Linked DNA regions of Sus scrofa: region 2 is linked to region 1. A link is a contact called in public HiChIP or PLAC-seq data. All regions are on one chromosome and are shown on one strand. The core of a region is the stretch at or near the end of the contact, and the rest is flanking DNA. Distances in the headings are between cores, read along the strand shown. Region 1 holds the start of CEP70 (centrosomal protein of 70 kDa). Region 2 holds the start of PIK3CB (phosphatidylinositol 4,5-bisphosphate 3-kinase catalytic subunit beta isoform).

Region 1 (3,338 bases), core at 518-3,017:
GCGGGAGCGGCCCAAGAAATGGCAAAAAGCCAAATAAATAAATAAATAAATAAAAATCTAACAGCCATTGCTAGTGTGAATAACTATGGAAAAGGCAGGGGGTGGCAGTGGGGTAAGGACACATTTGCATGGGGCAAACAAACACAGGCATCAAATGCACAGTGGCTCCAGCTGCCTAGAAGCTGAGTATGGACTTGAAGTTGAATTGTAAAAGCTGCGGCCCCTAAGACCGCCTTGTAAGAGACACCTTAGCTAATGCCTTTTGTGTGAGATCCCTGTAGACCATTGTGCCACCTGCTATGCTGTAGACCTTCATCTTTTGACTATTTGGAAACTACGGGTTGTCAACAGCGACACCGTGTGGCTATAAGATGCAATGACAATGGCCGCCAGACCTTCGCCTTAGGTATGTGGCAGCTGGATTTTCCCCTGAGAATTTTTGGGTCACTTAACCAGCTATGAATTTTTGAAAATTTTGGGCAGGGGCCCTATTTGTAGATGATGAATTTATTAAAGTGATAAATAGAGGATTTAGTTGATTTCTTTTTGTGGGAAAAAAGATCAGTGATCATATTTGTGCACTGTGGAGACTTTTTTTTTTAAACCCAGTTTTGTAAATAGTTTTTACTGGTTTACTATATAACACATATATAGTTTTTACATATATATAAAACAAATTATGCATGAAAGCTGTGTTTGAAGATACCCAAATTAAACCCTTTCCATTTTATATTCCATTTGAAAATTGATCTATGTTTCCCCATCATCTCCAAGATAAAGTCCCAGCTCTTCAGCACATTTGCTAAGACCTTCCTCTTATTCTCCAATATGCAACACACTCCTTAGCTTCCTTAAGAAGCCCATTATATTTGCCAATGTTTTGGGAGCTAGGCTTTTGGGGAGGGCAGATATGACCTGTACCAAGGAGCTCAGGTTTAATTACAGAAAAAAAAAAAAGTGAGATTTACTGAGCACTTGTGAGCTAGGCATTGTAATAAAGTGGTTTGGAGTTATTAATTTGCACATGAGGTTTCTCCAAATACCTTCTCCTATCTGTATTACTGGGGAAATAATTCCAAATCATTCTTATGCATATTTCTAGGTTTGTAGTTTTCTGCCTTGGAAATCACCTATTGAAGCTGGGGTTCCGCCCTGCAGATTCTGATTTAATTTGTTTTGGGCTTGAGCATCATTTTCGAAGCTCCTCAGGTGATTCTAATATACAGCTGGGGTGAAGACTTTAGCGACGGATGTAAATAATCTTTCTTTCCCTTCCGTGCCCTGCATACCTTTCCTGATCATGTCTTATCACATTGCACCTTCTTTTCAGGGTGTATATCTAGCTCCCTAACTAGCCTCTGAATATCCCCAGTCAGCCACTTTTGCATTTCTGGAACGCGATTTATGGCCTGACATTTGGCGGAAATTTGGCAAATGCTGAATGGGAAGGTAAAATGTCCTCAAGACATACTTATTTCCGTGTGTGTGTGTGTGTGTGTGTGTGTGTGTGTGTGTGTGTGTGTACGCACGCGCTCGCGCGCCGACCGCCTCAAATGTGGATTTCTGAAGTTTTCCTGGCAAATGAGGACCCAGGTAAGCGAACAGCAGTTGCGAGGAGAAGGGGTCCAGCAGCTGTGGAGCACAGACGGCAAAGCCGCAACAGCAAACTATCGCTCACTTTAATGGTAAGCCCCGCCCCCAGCAGCAGAGCCAACCAGAGGGCACGGAGCAATCCCAGCCTTCCTGGGCGGTCTGAGAAAGTCGCTAGGGCTTTCAGAGCCGGAGCAGAATCGGGCTCGTCGATGAGCTCGGGCTCGATTGGCTGGCCTCCCACGGTGGAGTAACGGTCGTAGAGGCGGGGCGGGAGGCGGCTGAGCCGGCCGGGCTGGGCGAGCTGCTGTAGAGAGGCGGCAGCTGAGGAAGGTAAGCGGCCTTCGGGGTTCACAGAGGCTTTGCCTGGAGCCCCTGCTTGAGCTTCCACCGGAAATGGTCTCGTCTGCGCAATGCGAGTGGTCATACTGACCCTTACTGGGGTCCCCAGAGAGGAGCTGCCTGGGACGGGTTGGCGCCAGTTAAAAATCCCTGGATAAGGAGTTTGGGGGCGGGTGGGGGGAACCTGATCGACCTGGTCCTAGTCCTGGCTCCTCGCCCCTTGTGATCTTTGGCTCCTCATTTAACATCTCAGCGCATCAGTTTCTTCAGTTGTAGACGACAGCTGGTAAATCTTTCCTTACAAGGTGGTTGAGAAGGTTAATTGAGGTAGTGAGTGTGAAGCTTGGACGGATACCTGGCGCAGCCTGGATTCTGGATAGTTGTTGGTAGTTACTCCGTCCCCATGCGCTGGCCGGGGGGTCTCGCCCCACGTTTCAGAATCTAGGTGCCTGGGAAGGTAACTTGGCGAGTGAAGGCTCGTAGCAGAAGGTGGGGGATACACAAAGGGGTAGGTGAGTAATCCCTTCTCTGGTTTAAGTAATCTTTGCAGAGTTGGAGAGTCTCTTTATGTGGAATCTAATATGATTTTATTAAGAAAATCAGTGAGATGGAAATGTTGAAATGTAGAAGGGTTTCTGTACCACTTTATTTTCTATACATAATAATGGTAAAGACTGTGCGGGCATTACCTCTTTTGGCCTCAATCTTCTTCTGCATGAGGTTTTGTTTTGTTTTTACTTTTGGTATTGTCAAGTAGACCCGGGCCTTCCCCACCTCACCTTGGGAAAAAGGTGGCTGGCTGGCTAGGGTTTTGCCCGCAGCTTCTGCTTAGTGGCCTATTCTAACCTTTTATGTAACCTCTCCTGGGGCAGGATGATTTAATCGAGGTAAGATCCGATCCTAATTCTGTTTCCTTAGATTCGCTTCTTAGGAACGTTAAACAGTGTATTGGTATATTTTTGGGATGGCGCTTTTGCATTTAACAGACAATAGAGACTTTGAAAGCATTGCACATTCCATTTATTGCAGTAAAGTGAAATATGTGCTTTTGAGAAAGCTAATTACAGGTTTTGAGGTGACTCAAAAAAGAACAGCTACCAGCCATGCTTTATTCCCAGCTTGTCCCCAAAAAAGTAGTGAAAAGCAACTACATTTTAATGTATGGGGCATGAGCCAGGGGCTCCAAACCTATAAGGGGTAAGTTACCAAAGGGCTCTTGGGAAACCTAGACAGTGCAAACAGAACTATGTTTGGCTTCTCTGTGCTTGGTTTTCTGTGGTGTGTATGAACCAACTCCTACCCCGCAACTCCTTTTCCCACAGTTTTACTTTAGGTATCTTATGACACTGCTTAAAGCAAGCCACACCATCTGCTTTGGTCCTGGGAAGCACTGGGTCTCTTCTGGT
Region 2 (3,338 bases), core at 409-2,908, 220 kb before region 1:
GAAGGCTACCATCCAACCACTACAGCATCCTTGTATATATCCTTACAAATAGTATTTTCTTTAGTTTTTCCGTAGGGCAGAGTTAATGTATTTTTGGTCAATGTGTAGGAATTTTAAACTTTAATACTATTCCCAGATTATACCTAGAAAGTTTGTAGCAATTTACAGTCCCATCAGAGATGTACCAGGGCTTGTTTCCCTATGTATCATTGATTGGTCCTGCTAATGTTTGCCAATCTAATGAGTGAAAAATGGATTAGTGTTTTAATTTGCTTTTCCATGACTATTAGTGAAATAAGTGTTTTTTAATGAACGATTTGGATTTTCTCTTCCATCCATTATCTGCTTGTATACTTTGCCCATTTTTAAAAAACACTGGGCTATTTGGCTTTTTTAAAAGTCCATTTATAGAGACTCCTTTATGTTAAAGATACAGTGTGTCTGTCATATGTTTTGTGCAGTTTTATTCTTTTTTTTTTTTTTTTTTTTTTTTTGTCTTGTTAGCGTGTGATATCATGTAAAATATTTAGGTAGAATTTTTTTTTTCCTCTTTGATGATTCTGGGCTTTCTGTCTTGCTTTAAGTTTCCCCTCACTAATATTATATTACCACTCTTTAAAAATTTTACTTGAAGTCTTTGTCTTGTCTATTTTTATGTCTTTAACTCTTCTGGAACATATTTTTGAATATGGTATCATTCTATATTTGAATTATTACGAATAACCAATTACAGCAGGATCATTGATCATATAAACTATTCTTTTGTCACCAACTTTTTTGCTACCTTTGCTTTATATTAGGTGCACTTGAGATTCCATCCCAGACTATTAAACTAATTTGCCTGAGCTATTACAGTAGCAGTAAGTTACAACAATTTTACCATAAGTTAAAATTCTTATTTTACCGTATTTTATTTTTTTAGGTTTTTATTTTTTCTGTCATATGTGATTTACATTGTTCTGTCAATTTCTGCTGTACAGCAAAAATTTTTGTTTTCAATAATGAAATTCAAGTGTGCCAACAAAAGAGGACTGTGAAACTTCCCCGGTTGAGGTCAAAGATAACAGGAGATAAGATATGCGAACAAGGCTCGGGTAAACTGTAAGACTGCATCCAAATGTTGTTATCGCAAAAATGAACACACAGAAAAATAATCTTGGGCTTGGAAGTCTGGATTTTTGCTTTTATGACCAGTGCAGGGATTGAAGGTCCAGTTGTGGGGCATCCCACCTAACGACCCCACCCACAGAACAGAAGTGACGAAAAGGAGGAGGGAAAAGCAAAGTACAGTGCCCAAGAACCGAAAGAACGGTCCAGTCGCAGAACTGGGGAAAGTGACTGGGAAGAGAAGGCCAGCAAGGAAATCTAGGAAGAGAAGGGTCTCTCGGAGGCGGCTACGAAGGCCCAGGGCAGGTGGTAGCTCTCTCTTTAAAGGCAACTTGCTGGGGATTCCCGATCCCGAGTCCTCCGGGAGCCGCAAGCAGGAGCGGAACTGCTGCACAGCAGCGCCGATGCTGGGAGGTAGCTGGAGAGGGCTGAGCGGCGGTTCCGCCCATCTACCCGCTCTACTGGCCCGGCCCGGCACGACCTAGCCCGGCCCAGCCCGGCCCGCAGATCGGGGATTGGCCAGAGCGGCGCGCGGGGCGGGGCGGGGGCTGCCGGTAGGCGGGCCTGGGAGGCGGGCCTGGGAGGCGGGCGCGGGCGCGCGGGCGCGGGCGCAGCACGGCGGCGGCGCGCGCGTGCTCCGTGAATCGGTGGTTCAGCGGCGGCGAAGGCGGCGGAGCGGGCCATGGCAGTGGGCGGCGGGCTAGTGTAGCGCTGCGCGAGTCAGGCGGGCGGGGACTGAGACGGGGATGGGGGTGCTGCAGCTGGACGGTCGCGGTGGCCTGGGCTGCTGACCGCGCACCCGGAGCCGGGAACCGGCGGCGGCGGCGGAGCCCCGGGCAGGTGAGTGCGACGACGCGGGACCCGGATGCGGCGGGGCTGAGGGGCGGCGCGGTCGAGGCGGGCCGCCGAGGTGCCCCCGCGCGGCCCGGCGGCGCGCTCTTGCCCGCCGCAGCCTGCGGCGCCCGTGACTCTGGTGCCAGCGCCGCGCTTCCTGTCCGCGCGGAGGACACCGGCCCTCCAGCCCGCTGGGGCGCCTCGCTCGCCTGCGGCCCTCCCGGGGTTCTCCGAGGTGCGGCGCTTCCCGGCCTCCGGGCGGCATAGACGCGGCCGGGTGTCCCGGGCTGCCGGCACTTTGGGTCCGGTTTCTGAGGGACTTCTCGGGGAGAGGCGGCGTCCTCGCCCCCTGCGTCCGTGCGGACACCCGCGAGCTCCCGACCCTCAGGTGCCTTTTTGCGTTGAGTGTATTTTAGGGGCGGGCATCCTGGAATGCTGGGGGTATAGTCGTATTTTCAAATCCCAGCGCCGCCACTGACCAGCCCTGGGGCCTTGGACTAAAGTATCCGGGTTTGTATATGGGAATAATTATGCGTACTTCACAGGGTTGTTGTGAAGCTAGGACAGGATGATGTGCATGACCAAACAGCAAGTGCTTGGTCAGTGGTAGGCTGTTAGGAGAAACTCTGCTGCAGCATCTTCCTTGGTTGGCTATTGCTGATTCCTGGCTGCGGGTGCGGGTGTACCTTTGGGGGCACATTTATTTCCGACGTGCCTTGATGTTGCAGTAACCTCCACTGAAGTTACTTTAATTGGAGCCTGTTATCTTAGAGCTAAAACAGAATCCTACAGTCTCATCCTGGAGTCTCTTTTCTTGCTAAGGCTGCCTTGGAATACCTGTCTCAGGTACTGAGTGGAAATTACTGTTGAAATAAAACCCAACGATTTTAGGATTCGCTTCGATGAAAGATGGTGGGTCACATTCAACTTGAAGTACTTTGTTTAAATAATCTTAAGTGACACTTAAGCTCTGTCACTTGTTACAGAGTATAAACAGAATATGGAAACAGACTCCTTTTTCTGCATTGCTACATCTGAAGGGAGTGACAAGTGCTTTTGTAAACATGATTGTGGGCAGTATTACTGTCTGGTGAAGTCATCATAATTAAATTAGATGAGTACTTATTTTGAAGCACTGAATGGATGTTTGGAAATATGATTCCTAATAAAATCATCTCTAACGAGTCAGAATTCTCAGCAGTTCATTAATCATTTGGGGATTTTTGGCTACGCTGTAAGAGTTTTATGGTAAAAGCAGAACTGTTTAAGTCATGATAATGCGGCATAGGAGAGGGTGGTCATGATAAAGATCTTAACCTAGTTTCAGAAGGCAAGTGTGGAATAAAGTAAAACTCTTAATTTTTTATTTATTTATTTTTTTGTCCTTTGGGGCCACA

Evidence for each region. HiChIP or PLAC-seq counts read pairs in DNA pulled down with a chosen protein or histone mark.
Region 2: a contact with region 1 is called in an H3K27ac HiChIP or PLAC-seq map of alveolar macrophages. The contact joins the promoter of PIK3CB here to the promoter of CEP70 in region 1. A contact is called at or near these places in 2 of 2 datasets of contacts at active chromatin or transcription factors (alveolar macrophages and skeletal muscle).

What each region holds. Positions count from the first base shown.
Region 1 is chr13:79,385,369-79,388,706 of Sscrofa11.1, reverse strand. CEP70 (centrosomal protein of 70 kDa) reads left to right here and starts at 1,767. Exons shown (of 19, transcript XM_013982061.2): 1 at 1,767-1,923.
Region 2 is chr13:79,609,160-79,612,497 of Sscrofa11.1, reverse strand. It overlaps PIK3CB (phosphatidylinositol 4,5-bisphosphate 3-kinase catalytic subunit beta isoform), which reads left to right and starts at 1,658. Exons shown (of 25, transcript XM_021069526.1): 1 at 1,658-1,947.